Linked DNA regions of Mus musculus: regions 2, 3, 4 and 5 are each linked to region 1. Evidence: chromatin contacts called from public HiCAR-type and promoter capture Hi-C data. All regions are on one chromosome and are shown on one strand. The core of a region is the stretch at or near the end of the contact, and the rest is flanking DNA. Distances in the headings are between cores, read along the strand shown.

What was found. Promoter capture Hi-C pulls out the DNA fragments that hold promoters and counts their contacts. HiCAR-type assays count read pairs that join an accessible place to other places.
Region 2: a promoter capture Hi-C map of pre-B cells shows a contact between it and region 1. The contact joins the promoter of Hivep2 here to the promoter of Fbxo30 in region 1. A contact is called at or near these places in 2 of 39 promoter capture datasets (liver and pre-B cells) and 1 of 115 datasets of contacts at active chromatin or transcription factors (astrocytes).
Region 3: a contact with region 1 is called in a HiCAR-type map of astrocytes, with 5 times the contacts expected there. The contact joins the promoter of Sash1 here to the promoter of Fbxo30 in region 1. A contact is called at or near these places in 3 of 115 datasets of contacts at active chromatin or transcription factors (astrocytes and embryonic stem cells).
Region 4: a contact with region 1 is called in a promoter capture Hi-C map of pre-B cells, with 6 times the contacts expected there. The contact joins the promoter of Pex3 here to the promoter of Fbxo30 in region 1. A contact is called at or near these places in 3 of 39 promoter capture datasets (hippocampal neurons, liver and pre-B cells), 1 of 484 Hi-C or Micro-C datasets (CD4 T cells) and 1 of 115 datasets of contacts at active chromatin or transcription factors (astrocytes).
Region 5: a promoter capture Hi-C map of pre-B cells shows a contact between it and region 1, with 4 times the contacts expected there. The contact joins the promoter of Fuca2 here to the promoter of Fbxo30 in region 1. A contact is called at or near these places in 1 of 39 promoter capture datasets (pre-B cells) and 1 of 115 datasets of contacts at active chromatin or transcription factors (embryonic stem cells).

The regions. Positions count from the first base shown.
Region 1 is chr10:11,279,910-11,282,710 of GRCm38.p6, forward strand. It overlaps Fbxo30 (F-box protein 30), which reads left to right and starts at 1,421. Exons shown (of 3, transcript NM_027968.3): 1 at 1,421-1,591.
Region 2 is chr10:13,964,968-13,967,768 of GRCm38.p6, forward strand. Hivep2 (human immunodeficiency virus type I enhancer binding protein 2) reads left to right here and starts at 1,412. Exons shown (of 9, transcript NM_010437.2): 1 at 1,412-1,730.
Region 3 is chr10:8,884,661-8,887,461 of GRCm38.p6, forward strand. It overlaps Sash1 (SAM and SH3 domain containing 1), which reads right to left and starts at 1,410. Exons shown (of 20, transcript NM_175155.4): 1 at 1,064-1,410. The coding sequence starts at 1,198.
Region 4 is chr10:13,551,733-13,554,533 of GRCm38.p6, forward strand. Pex3 (peroxisomal biogenesis factor 3) reads right to left here and starts at 1,410. Exons shown (of 12, transcript NM_019961.3): 1 at 1,094-1,410. The coding sequence starts at 1,166. It overlaps Adat2 (adenosine deaminase, tRNA-specific 2), which reads left to right and starts at 1,175. Exons shown (of 6, transcript NM_025748.4): 1 at 1,175-1,629. The coding sequence starts at 1,534.
Region 5 is chr10:13,499,601-13,502,401 of GRCm38.p6, forward strand. Fuca2 (fucosidase, alpha-L- 2, plasma) reads left to right here and starts at 1,428. Exons shown (of 7, transcript NM_025799.5): 1 at 1,428-1,773. The coding sequence starts at 1,568.

The sequences.
Region 1 (2,801 bases), core at 171-2,670:
AGCCACATAAATGGTAGTTTTGTTCCACAAGTCTAGCCCAAAGTCCACATATACTTCCGAGGACATCTTTGAAGACCTTTGATTCCTGGTAGTCTCTGGTTGCCACTTATGGAAGAGCAGAGGCTTCTGTTTGCCCTGACTCCTACTCAGCTTGAGGTGGGAGATGACCTAGTGTCAACTAGGTGATTTAGAGAGGCAGAAAGCCCCAAAGTACAATCAATCAGTATGGGAATGTTGAAGCTGTAGAGAGCCTTTGGGATTCCCTGCCGCAGTCCCCTTATTTTGCGGAAGGGGATGTAATGGAAGGATGTGTGACTCAATCGCGACCACCTGTCATGCACAAGCAACTCTCCCACCATTTCATCTGTCTGCTTCACTTTTCTTACCTGGCCCCTTTGGGTCTCACGCTCTGGGCTGACCGAAAAGCGCCTACCTCCTACAGCCAAAGCAGGCAAAAAAAAAAAAAAAAAAAAAAAAAAAAAAAAATACAGCGTCCTAAGCACCCCACATATAAGCACTAAATATTTCAAAAATCTGAATGTCTTCATTAAACCAAACCAAACCCCTGACCTTTACAGTGTGCTCAGTCTTAAGCTCCCCAGGGTTTTGTGTAGTTGTATGAAAGTGCTGGTTTTTAAGGTGAAGGACGGTGACTCTCGTGAGCCACCGTTTCCAACAGCTGGGGAGTAAAACTGCAGTCACCAGAACGGCCACCCAAGGGGGTTTTCTCACCTCCGCCCCTCCGCCAGCCAGGGCCAAGGCTCCTTCACGGTGGCTTTGAGGTGGGAGTTGGCAGGAGGCCTCCAGACGGGGTGGGCGTCGGTGACATCACCGTCCCTCAGCCTCACGCCCGGGCCTGGCGGTAGTAACGGGGACGCCTACACGCGGGGTGTGTAGCCCTGGATGGCCACGGGAAAGCTCCGGCCCTAAGACGTTTCCCAGAAGCCGCGCCGCGCCCTCTGGAGGCCGCGTGGCTCGCCCCACCGAAGCCGCCCGCCGCGGGCTGACGAGCAGCAGAGCCCTTACAAGGGGAAACGGGTCACAGAGCAGAGCGGTCACCGAGTCACAGGGCTCGGGCACGTGAGGTGGTGGCAGTTACCACCGACAACGGGGGCTGACCTATTTCCTGCGAGTGCGCGCTAGGAGGACGGGTCGCGCTCCTGGGCCTGCGTCCTCCACAGTGCCACAGGGGCTCGGAGAGTCCTTCCAAAAACAAACAAAAAGCAAAGGCGCGAAAGGCGGACCCGGCAGGGAGCACCAAGGGAGAGGCTGCCCCGTGGGTTCTCTGCGCTCGGCCTGACCGGCACAGGACAGCGTGCGCATCCTCGCCCGCTGTGCGTGCGCGTGCCCGCTCACCCGCTGCCGGGCCGGGGGGCGGGGCGCAGCGGGGCGGGGCGGGGCGCGCGAGGAGGGCGGTGGCGGTTGGAGGCCGAGGAGAAAAGGCGGCGGTCCGGGCAGGGCGGAGGCGCAGAGGATTGGGACGGGACGGGCCCCGTGCGTGGTCCGGTCCGGTGCGGGGACGCTGCGGAGCCGCCGGGCGCTAAGGCCAGAGAAGCCAGGGTTTGAGCGGCGCTTCGGCCCGCGCGGGCTGGTGAGTGTGGCGAGGCCGCGGGAGGCTGGCGCGGGGACGCGGGCGGGCGGGCGGGCAGCGGCCCGGACGGCGCGGGCCCCGGGGGCGGCGGGGCCGGTGGAGTCGGCGCAGTTCAGAGGCTTCCGTCCGGCTGGCCCCGTCCGGGTCGCGCCCGGCCGCCCGTGTGGCCTGCCCTTGAGGCTCCCGGCAAATGGCGCCCCGACCCCCGGGGACGCGGAACCGGGTGAGACCCCCACCTCCGCCCCCACCCCCACTGAGCGCAGAGGAGCCCCGGGGGACCCCGGAATGCGTGGCTCGCACCCTCTGCCTCGTAGGGACTTGAGGAGTTTGGGCGCAAACGGGTTAAAGGACGGCGAGGCATCTCCAAGTGTCTCCGCGGGATAAGCGAAGTTGGTAACTTTTCCATTCATGGAAGTGAGAGGCGCGGAGGCTTAGCTGTGGCCCTGGTTAAAGCGAGACTTAGGGATCACCCCCCCCCCCCCCAAGTTCCTGGGTTCCAGCTCGTGGAGTCCCAGATTGGAAGCAGGACAGGGAACGCACGGCGGATTCAAAGTCACTCGGGGATTACATTTTAACCTCGACGGAGGCCTGTGTTTGCCGCGTTTCTCCTGCTCCCCTCTCCCTTCTTTGAGTCCCGTGGTAAATCCCGGATAAAATAGATGCTTGGGAAGGAATTGACCTTTTCTTCCATGATTGCTTTGTTGACTGTGATCCAAGATGAAGTTATTTACGGGCATTCTGGTATCAAAGAGGGTTAACGTTTTTAAAACGAAGTCTCAAAAAGTTTCTGAGGTTCTTTTTTTTATTTGTTCCCTGCTAAATTTCAGGCAAAGTAAGTTACATTAACACGCTCTGCACGCTTTTATGTTAGTTTTCCCAAACAATCCTGTGTTGACTGACAAAGAGACAAAGGATACCATGAAGTATCCCTGTTTGATTTTTCTAAAGCATACAGTTTCGTTGAATCACTCTTCTTTATGCTTAGTCACTGTTTCTTGCTGTAGTAGTTTAGTTGAGGACAACATGTTTTGCTAACTTCTTAGATCACCAGTTTATACCCGATACTTAACATAGGGACATAAGCTTTTGTGTGTGTGTGTGTGTGATTCTAGAAATAGTAGGTGTTTTATGAATGATATAAGAAAACTGGAACTCTAATATTTCTGAATGTTTAGATTTAGGTTTAAAGGGTTTTTTGTTTATTTTTTGT
Region 2 (2,801 bases), core at 162-2,661, 2.7 Mb after region 1:
CCCTTCCCCTCCCCCAGCCCCGCCCAGCTCTCCCAGGGCTGGGTGTGATTTCAGTCCCTAGCAGAGAACCAGAAGCGCGCAGCTGGAGGTGGCAGCTCGCCCCCTTTCCCCCGCTCGGCCCCCCAGGAAGCCGGCAGCTGCTCCCCGCACCGCTGCCCTAGCCTATTTGAATACCCAGACGAGGGCGGGCGGCTTCCTGAGCAGGGTGCACCCGGGGCGCCCTGGGGAGTGACCCCGGGGAAAGCAATTGGGGCGTTTCGAGCTCGTGAAAACTTCGTGCTTCCGCCCCGGCACGGAAAATGCTAGTGAAACACACTGTGAGCTCCAGGGGCTGCAACATAATTCCCCACCACCACCCGAATTGTTAACAAAATCGTGAGTGCAGCTGGAGGGTGAAGAGGCGAGAAATCCTTGGTACGCGGGCAAAATGTAAGGATCCCACAGATCACAAGGAACCAGTACGTGGGAAAGGGGGCTAGAGAGGGAAGGGAATGGGCGCGAAGGAGGTTTCCACACCCTAGTAGGAAATTCTCAGACCGCTCCAGACTCGCCAGTGTTTCTGCGTGGCAAGCCGATACCCGCTCTCAGCGGAGATCTCGGCTCCGAGGCAAGAGAGCGCGACCGCGACCTTCCCTCCCCGCGCGCCCGCATCAGGGCCAGTCCGGGTCGCACATCCTTCGCCCCGCTGGCCTGCTCCAGACTGGTTTTTCTGGTTCAGCCTCCCTCCCAGGGACGCGCTGGGGGATCCGATGACGTCGCTGGCTGAGTCTCTCCCTCTTCCTCCCTCCCTCCCCTCTCCCCCGCCCGCCCTCGCCGCGCACTCCTCCTAGTAACTTCTGTTCGGGGAGGCGCTGCCAGGAATAACCCGGTGCGTCCACAGCCCGGAGGGGAGGTGGCCGCTGCGGCTCCCGCACGCCGACAAACTGCGGCCCGGGTCCTGCGGCTCAAGCCCCAGCCTAGCGGCCCTGGCCCCCGCCCTGGCTCCATCTCCTAACAGTGTCCGAAAATAAATAAATATATAAATAAAGACAAGAGGAGCCTGGGCTGGCGGTGGGGATCGCCTCCCTCCCTCCTCCCTCCCTCCACGCCCGCCCTCCCTCTGTCCTTAAGGAAATGCTACCAGACACCCCCCACCAGACACGCTCAGCCTGGGCGAGGAGCAGCCGCCGCAGCAAGAACAAGGGCACCGGGGGGCTTTCCTCCCCTCCTCCTCTCTCTCCTCTTCCTCCTCCTGCGCTGCGGTGACTTTACAGGTGAGCGGCCGCCGCGGCTGCGAGGATCCCCCCCACCGCCCGCCGCGTCGCGCCCTCCTTCGGCCGCTGTCACCCGGACTGCCGGGAGCTGACAGCCGCCCGAGGGGCTCGCGGCCGGGAGGCTGGCGGCCGGCGGGAGGCGGGCTGGAGGTGAGGGGGTGGAGAGCTGGAGAGCGGGGCGCCGCCGTGCGCTGTCTCTCCCCGGTGGAGGAGGGTCTCCGCAAAAAGAGAAAGAAAAAGGAAAAAGAAAAAAAAAAAAAGACATCTTCGGTGACTGTGGCACAAGTATTTGCCAAGTTGAGTCTTGGACATTGAAGCTTGCCCGGAGCCCGAGCAACTTGAAAGGTCCTCTGGCTGGGTAGCAGCCTCCCTCCACGCTTCGACTCTTGGGTACTGGGTGCAGCCCTGGGGTGCGTGGAGGGCGCACCGGCCGCTGGCAGAGCAGAGCGGCGGGAATCTAGGTCCCTTCTCGGCTCGGTAAGTGGCCTCGGTTCTGTGTTTTTCCTGCCTGCACCAGAGATCGAGCTTGTTTCACTTTACCCTGAAATCGCCTTCGCCCAACTCCATCGCCCCCTTCGCGGCGCGCGCCCCCGGCCGCTTTCCTGGTGGCCCAGGGGTAAGGGTCGGAGGAGGCGGGGATGGGGGAGACCTAAGCAAGGGGGGGGGGGTCGGGCGCATTAGGAAATGCGGGGAATACCCTGGCCGAGGTTCTATGCAGATGAGGGGAGGCTGCTTTGCGTAATGTCCTGGGGGGAGGGGGCCGCGCGGGAGCGCTGGAGGCAGGAATGTGCCTGGTTACTAATGAGGGACGTGCACCGGCGCGCACCGCCGGGCCACCGCTGCGGCTGCCGCGGCCGGCGGTCCGTTGTCAAGTAGCGGGGGAGGGGGCGCGGCGCGGCGCGGGGCTGGGGGCGGTGCGGGCGGGAGGGCGAGCGGGCGAGCGGACGGCAAGGGCCGGGCTGCCGGCCTGCGGCCGAGCGAGCGCAGCGGAGGCGCTGGCGCTGGGCATTTCTGTGACTCCTTTCTCCTCCCGAGCGAGGAAGGAAGGAAGGAGAGAAGGAAGGAAGGAAGCGAAGAAGGAGGGGACTGTCTCCATGGAAGGTTCAGGCGGAGGCGCCCTCGCCTTGCGGGTGCACCGGCCGCAGAGCGGCTCCAGCCGCCGCCGGCTGGCCCCCGGCGCTTGGAGACGGGTGGGGGCGGATTGCATGCTTGTTTGTGCTTCTGGTCGGGGGATCGGGAAGAAACATGTGTGTTTGGGCAGTGCACCGCGAGGAGCTGGGTCTGCGCCTTTATGTCTGTTCCCTGAAGTGGGTGGAACGTTGGCCCGTTCCGGGAATGTTCCATGACGTGGTGCAGCCACAGGAAGGGGGTTAACGAGGGGCTCTCTGCCGCGGCGGCTCTGCTGGCTGCTATCAAAGCAGATGTGCTGCTGCCGCCGCACCTCTCACCTCCCTTCACCCCCAACCCCCTCCTTTCCATTCTGTGCGTCTGGTGCTGGTAGGGCTAAGACAGGAAAACATAGCGTCTATGTATGTGTGTGTGTGTGTG
Region 3 (2,801 bases), core at 160-2,659, 2.4 Mb before region 1:
GGAGAAAACTAAACACTGTATCGTGCCCAAAGAGGCACTGCTAAAACCCTGGGGAGCAGGGATTTGAACCAGACTAACTCGCTCCAAAGCCCAAGACCTTAACCACTATGAAGAAAACTATATCGTTCCTAAAGAGACACGGCTAACACCAGAGACACGGCTAACACCCTATCCATCCAAGGTAAAATTTCATCCTCAGTAGAACTACTTTCCAGAACTAAGATAAATCCATAGGCAGTTTTAACCACTGGCCAGTTCAAAACCTCTTTTGGGGGGGTTTGGTTGGTTGGTTGGTTTTGGTTTTTGGGTTTTTTTGTTTGTTTGTTTTGTTTTGTTTTGTTTTTGATTTTGGGTTTTTTTTGTTGTTGTTTTTGTTTTGTTTTTGTTTTTGGGGGATTGTTTTGTTTTGTTTTCGAGACAGATTTTCTCTGTGTAGTCCTGGCTGTCCTGGAACTCACTCTGTAGACCAGGCTGGCCTCGAACTCAGAAATTCGACTGCCTCTGCCACCCAGGTGCTGGAATTAAAGGCGTGCGCCACCACGCCCGGCAGTTCAAAACCCCTTATCAGCACAGATTCAGCAATATATGCCTTATTGTTCTCAGCGCCAAACATATAAAACAAATATCCTGTAATTCTACAAACTAGAAGAGCTGAGGGCAGAGCAAGTAAACACCGTGGTAGTTCTGCACAAGGAAACGGTTGTTTTCCTCTCATGGGCACAGGACAAGCCCTGTGCGGATAAACATCAATACCGAGAGGCCATGAGGAGTCCACTCGCCAAATATTTACAAGTAGTATTTACATCTACTCTTTCTGGCTTTTTCCACGCCAACTTTTCTAAGCAGGTGTCCCTAATTACAGTCGATTGTTCAAGAGGTGTCTCTGATGTGACCCGACAAGTAGGGGTTTTTTTTTTTTGTTTGGTTGGTTTGGTTTGGTTTGGTTTTTCTAAATTACAGTTTCAACCCCTATATAGAGAATACAGCGGAAAGAAGAAGGGTGACCAATAGGTGGGCGAGGGGTGAGCCCCGCTTCCCCCGCCTGCCTCCCCAGGTAGCTCACCAGGATGCCCATCACGTCGGTCCAGAGGCGGGAGATTGACTCGGAGACACCGGCCTCGGGCTCCAGCTCCCGGGCGGGATCCACCTCCGGCTCAGGCTCCGGCGCCGGGCTAGCAGCTCCCGCGTCCTCCTCCATGGCCGCGTCCCCGTGCGTCCGCGTCCGGGTCCCCGCGCTGCCCACCGCTCGCAGCAGCGCGTCGGCCGACGGGGCGCAAGTTCCCCGCCCGCGGCGTCACCGGGCCGCGCCCCCGCGTCGCATGCCCCAGGCTCCGCTGGGTACGAGCACCACTGCCAGGACTGGCACCTCGATCCCGGGCGACCGCGATTGACAACTCCAGAAACTTTTCCTAGCCCGGCCCCGCGCAGCAACAGGGTAGCTGGAGCAGAGTCCACAACACTGGCTGCGGCGGGGAGTTCACGGGACCAGGGAGACAAGAGCCACACCGCACGGGTGCTGCGTCCTGCTTCGGGGACCGGCTCCGGGTGGCACACCACTCGCCTCTACTGGAGAGTTTGTGCAGGGCTGGGCAGGGGACAGTGACGCCTGTGGACCCGGGCTAATTAGTCCTGGACCCCTCTCTTTAGAATGAGCTCTTCCAACTCCACATGACTCCCTCCCCTCCAGGCTCAAGAAAGCGTTTAGCAACAAAAGGTGCTCTGATGTCAGGCGCTTTGCATGGAAATGAGCCTCAGCCTGGCCAACAAATCGCCTTTTGAAAGCGCCACCGCGCCACGGGCCCGGGGCCCTGCACAAGTCCCCAATCGCGCCATTCACCCGCGCCTTCCGCCACTGAAACTGCAGAAAGTTAATCTTTAAGCCGCTCGCTGAGTTCGAGTTTAAGAGGAGTCCGTATGGTGACAACCCCTGGAATTACAGTCCTGTCTGTCAGGCTTCTTGGAAAACAAAGTGTGACAAAGCTCGCCTGGTCACGAGCCATTGTTTGGGTCGTAAGTCCGGGCGTTTCGGCTCCCGAGTGGCCGCAGTGCTGTGCACTTCTAGGGTTTTCGGATACTTAAATGAGACCCTCTCTGAGCTGTAAGGGTGTGTTTTGTTTTGTTTTGTTTTGTTTTGTTTTGTTTTGTTTTGTTTTGTTTTGTTTTACGTGGAAGAAACAGGCAAGGGGTATGTTCAAAATAAAAGTTAATTTTATGGCCGCTAAGCCCATGCACAGTTCAGGCCTCGATATGTTAATCAAGTGAAAATGCCAGAGGGAAATATCCCTGAAGAGGTCCTTTTTCCCTCTTCTCCCCCTCCTCCTCCTTTTAAAAACCAATCAAAAAATTTTTTCTAAGAGATGACAGTGCCTATCCTATTTGATTTTGTGGCTGCTCACTTTGTGAAACTAAAGAAACCCACGGAATCTGCCCCTTATTAAGGAGGTGGAGTGGAGAGGGGATGAAGTGAGGGTCCCCCGGATAGAACAATTACTTCTGAAGTGTCTTCATCTCTTTCTCAGCTTTCATACATTGAGAACAGCAGTCTAAGTAATGGGTGAATAGCTCTCACCCACAATGTCAAAACGTAAAAAGAAGTAAAACCCTAGCATAGCAGTATGGGCCTATAAGGCTGGGAAGTAGAGACATCGGGATTTTCGTGGCTTTAGTGGCTGCCATTCCAGACAGCTGGTAAGCTCCAGGTTCATGGAGAGATTGATCATGTCTCAAAAAATAAGGTGGTGTATGGTAGAGAAAGACACCTGACATCACTCTGCCGTCCACAGGTATGTGTATAAGTGAAT
Region 4 (2,801 bases), core at 160-2,659, 2.3 Mb after region 1:
TCCATGACAACTTTATCTTTAGCATATGTATTCTATAATATTGGTACAATTTATATACCTTAGATATTAGAGACTGGAGGTAATATAAAACACATTGTATCTATAAAGTATTTCCTATAAAATATGAACTATTATTCATTTGTGCTATACCTCAGAGATATGCAGAATGTGGTTACTGTTTTACAAATGTCCTAATATTTTAAGTCATATTATGATATATTTATACACACACACACATAGATCAGAGGATAGTGGTAACAGTTCTTAAAACTCAAGTTTTAAAAATTCTTTTAAACTCCCTTTTTGTGTTGTTCAAAAGATTCCCTTCTTAAAATCCCATAATTATTAACTGAGGGTTGTCTTTCCAAGACAAAGGGTTTAAAGCAGTGTGTGTGTGTGTGTGTGTGTGTGTTGCTCCTTCCCTGGGACCCAATGCAGTCAGCCTAGGCAAGCACTCTACCACAAAGTTACAATTCCAGCATCAAGATTTTTATCCTGTTTCTAACTTTCCTCTCAGCCAGTGAACTCAACTATATCACCAAAATGGATCATGACCACAACCTTGCCAGTCCTGACAACACTGCAGAATAAGCACTGTGTTGATATATAGTTTGTACTTTACAATTGGAGAACAGAAATTATCTGCTGTATATTTTACAGCAACATGCTGTTTTCGGTTTACCTTTAAACACCACCTCAAAGAGCAGACTTAAGATAATGGCCCTAGAATATTTCGAAACTCGTGTGAAAGGTTGAAAGCAGAGTTGACAAACAGAATGAAAATCTAACAGGAAAGCAAAAGAAGAAAATTGGAAGGCAAATGTATCTATCTATACGAGAATAGTGCTTTGAAAAGAAACTTCATTGGGGTAGACTCTTGAAGGCCCATGGGGAGAAAAAGGACGGGGGCAGAGTGAGGGGCAAAGGGCACAGAGATCCAGATAAAAGAACTTTAGAGGTTCTTCTTTGACGGTTGAGCCAATCCCTTCGACAAATCCCAGTTTGGTATCAGTGGGCCCTGCCTGTTTTTATAAGTCACCTCTGTCACTCCTTTCTGCCAATGGCCCCTTCTAAAAAGCATGTTGTCACTCACCTCCGAGGACTGTGCCCAGGAAGATGCATTTCTTTTTGTGACGTTTCAGAAAATTCCACATTGATCTCAGCATCTCCAGACCCCGTGTTGTGTGGGTTGCCTAGGGGAGAGGGGCTGGCTCACCGTGTCTTCCGTCCACCTGGCCTGGACCTCCGGCAGCAGCGCGGTGGCGGCGCTAGGTGCTCTCCAGAAACCACAGACGTTTCTCTGAGCAGAGGTTGTGGCTTAAGCGGAGGAAGGGGGCGTGGACTAGAGCGGAGCAGCGACGCTTTCGGTCCCCCAGCCGCCGCTTACTGATCCGGGACGCCTGGGTCCGTCCGCAAATAGCTCCCGGGTGCCTCGTCTTTTCCCGTCCTCCTGGAAGCAAGGTCCGCTCCCGCCGCGTTCCGCTGTCCTCTCTTCTCTCGTCCCTCGGCCCGGAGTCTCTGAGCGGCGGAGGTATGGAGGAGAAGGTGGAGTCCACCACTACTCCAGACGGCCCGTGCGTGGTGTCCGTACAGGAGACGGAAAAGTGGATGGAGGAGGCGATGCGAATGGTGAGGAATCGGGCAGGTGGATGCTGAGAGCGCAAACTTTCTCCCGGCCATATCCTGACCAGAGTAGTTGAGCAAATGTGCCGGGCGCGCTATCTATCATGTCTGAAAATACCTGAAGCAGCAACTTGTTTTATTCTAGGGGGAATTTTTCTTTAGCTTTGTCTCATAGTAATTGGGGTGAAGGGAAAATACAGAAACGGTTCGATTGATGTATTACAGGGAGTCTTATCTGCCGCCTGGGGATGTGTGCTCCCTACCTGCCTATCTTCCTTCCCATGTGGACACATACTTTCAAATCCATAAAGCCACATTATTTTATGGCTTGCTCCCATATAATGGGAGGAAGCTGATGTTTCTGTAAAGGGTCATATCAAAACGTGTCCTGGTACAATCCTCACCGATGATGTGTCTACTCTTTCTACGATACTTTTCTCTGCCCTTGTATTCCCTTCCTTCCTGCGATTCTTATAGATTGCTCATCATGGAGAGCTCTGGTCGTATTTTTACATGTTTTCCCAAGCTTATTACCCATATCGATGTGTGGCAGGGATAGACGTTTGTGGCAGGGATATACATACAAACTATGTATGTATACACAGTTTGATGCTGGGTTTTCATTCTGTGAACATGGAACACCAATTTGTTTACAGCATTGTAAAGGCCTTAAAACTGAGCTCAGCCTTTGGTGTGGGGATATTATTTTTGTTTATTCTTTTACAAAATTAAAATATCTCACCTTTTTATTCTAATGGTTACAGAAGTTCACCTTCATAAGAAATTAAAATCTAGAAGACAGAAACATGTTTTCCACCCCACGCCCCCAGACAAATGGCATAATGCATTCTTTTAATTTTTTAATTAACATCTTTTTTTTTTTTTTTTTTTTTTTTGGTCATCTTTCTCAGAGCTCGGGGTGGGAAGAAGAGAGCCTTTGTTCATCAGTTGTCGAGTTGAGAATTTGTTGGTTTAAGGAAGATCAAGTCACCATTTCAGTGGCAGAGCTTTGGCCTCTTCCAAAGAAGGCCAGCTTCTTAAGTTCAAATCCATCTAAACAGTTAGACCTATTTGACTCAACTCTTTTGCATTTGTGACAAAGGGAAGGGACAGACTGGAAGAAATGGGAGGGGCAATGGAAAGTCTGAGACTGGGTGGAGTGTTGTGGATTTTCAGCC
Region 5 (2,801 bases), core at 178-2,677, 2.2 Mb after region 1:
TGTGCCAGGCTCTGCTGCCCTGAAAAGCATGGCACCCAGGAAGAGATTGTAAGTGTTCTTAAGGAACTCACAGTCTAAGGCGATTGGGATCTCTAGCCAGCCAACTCTGAAACCACCTGTGGACTCCTGTGTTAGTGGTTAGGATACGGTGTCCTATGGAGGCACTTGGGAGGAAGTGGGATGTTATTGGGGGAGGGGTGGTTATGGCACAGAGCATCCTGGAGGAGGTGGCATTTGAAATGTACCACAAAAGGATAAGGGTTTTGCCAAAGCGGAAGCAGTAGAGATTCCGGCTTTAGGCCAATGGCATTTAAATAACTTTAGGATACAGTTCCTGAAGATGTAACTTTGATGATTATTCTAAGTGACTGGCTCCTTTTCTTTAAGTCTACCTGAAGGTTCCTCTCTCTCTGTCTCTCTGTCTCTCTCTGTCTCTCTGTCTCTCTCTGTCTCTCTGTCTCTGTCTCCGTCTCTCTCTCTCTCTCTCTCTCTCTCTCTCTCTCTCTCTCTCTCACACACACACACACACAGCTCTAGGACATTTATTACTGAACTACGGCTCCCAGATCGTACTTTCATTCCCTCCCTCCTTTCCTCCCTCCAACCCTCCTTCCTCTCCTTTTTTTCCTTCCTGATTTTTGAGACAGCGTCTCATGTAGCTCTCTATGTAGTCGAAGATGACCTTGAACTCTGATTCTCCTGTTTCTGTTTCCACACTGCTGTGTTGACCACTACTCTGGTTTTATTGCATTCTAGGCAAGCACTCAGCCACCCCAGCAGGTTCCCAAACCCTCCTTCTATACAAACTTCTTAAACATTCATTCAACTAAGATTGCCTTATTTCCTAACGCAGTTTCTCAGAAAAGTTTGTTCCACCAACAACCAAAGTCAGAAATAACAAGAGCCTGAGTAGAAATGTAAAATCTTGGACCCGAACCCAGATTGGCTGAACCCAAACTTTGGGATTTCATCGGCTACAAATTCGAGGATGGCAGAGGCAGACCCAAAGGCTGAGAGCCATGGGAGCTTCCTCAAAAGCCCTGAGCAGCCCACGAAGTTCCTGTCTCAGGCTCCAGTCCCACGGTAGGGCAGACAGCTCTGACACATAAAGCCACCAGGGCCTGGTGGTCGAGGTGACCTCTTGAGAGTTTTCTGTTAGGAGTCCTTGGGGAGGGAGGTCGTGGGTCAAAGACCATCCTTTAGGTTTTTGTCTCACAGCAGACAAACCGGGCGTCTTGGCTAAGTAGATCAGATCTGACTGGGAAACAGAGCCAAGGGCTGTTAAAAATGAGGAGGGTGGGCAAAAACTGACTTCCTTGGTTGTGCACCTGAGTAATGCAACCTTCTTGGGGTCCTTAAGTAACCAGAGCTCATTAAAACTCCTGGCCACTCCCTACTCCAGATCACAGTAGTCATCTGACCAAACCGGTCTGGGTCAGGTGACAGGAGCAGGGTACACTTAGCAGAAGCCGGAAGGCCAGCGCTAGGCAGCTTCTGCGGCTGACAGAGAAGGTTCCCGGCTTCCCTGGTGACTGGCGGTTCCCCCGAGGATCCCAGGCTGGCGCGCATGCGCCTGGGGTTCCTGATGCTTCTGCCGCTGCTGCTGCTGCCGCTCCTGAGGCCTTGGGGGGTCACGAGAGCCCTTAGCTATGACCCCACTTGGGAATCTCTGGACAGACGCCCGCTGCCAGCCTGGTTCGACCAGGCCAAGTTCGGCATCTTTATCCACTGGGGAGTGTTCTCCGTGCCCAGCTTTGGTAGTGAATGGTTCTGGTAAGTGCATACCTTTGCCCAAAGGGCTCGGGCACGGACGCGGGCGCGCGCGCGCGCGGGCGCACACACACACACACACACACACACACACACACACTCACACTGGGCTTTATGTCACCCCAGACAGTGGCAGTCTCTGTCTCTCTCTGTCTCTGTCTGTCTCTGTCTCTGTCTGTCTCTGTCTCTGTCTGTCTCTCTCTCTCTGTCTCTCTCTCTCTGTCTCTCTGTCTCTCTCTCTCTCTCTCTCTCTCTCTCTCTCTCTCACACACACACACACACACACACACACACACACACAAACTCACACCGGAGTTCTTAGGCACTCTGCAGGTGGGCCTCCCTATAGCAGTGGCAATGCCTGCGTGATTGAGGGAGTACCAGTCCCAGAATTTGAAGAATTTTCAAAAGGGCTGGTGAAATTTCTCACTGGTTAAGGGCCCATACTGCTTGTGATTTGTATATGCTCGGCCCAGGGAGTGGCACTATTAGAAAGTGTGGCCGTGTTAGAATAGGTGTGTCACTGTGGGTGTGGGATTTAAGACCCTCATCCTAGCTACCTGGAAGCCAGTATTCTGCTAGCAGCCTTCAGATGAAGATGTAGAGCTCTCAGCTCCTCCTGTACCATGCAATGCTTTCTACCTTGATGATAATGAACAGAACCTCTGAACCTGTAAGCCAGCCCCAATTAAATGTTGTCCTTATAAGAGCTGCCCTGGTCATGATGTCTGTTCACAGCAGTAAGACTCTTAACTAAGACACTGCTCTTGTAGAGGACCTTAGTCTGACTCCTCACACCCGCCCTGGGAGGCTCACAACCATCTGGTCATTCTGGTTCCGGGGGGGGGGGTTCGTGCTCCCAAAGCCCCCCCCTCACATGCACACGCCTACACACACGCACACATGTAATTAAAAAGAAAATCAGAAAATTTACAATAAATGCTTCCTGGTTCAGCTATGACGTGAAGATCCTTGAATGCTAAAGCATCAAAAACCCAAAGCAGAGCAAAGGGGCAATAATAGAGATATAT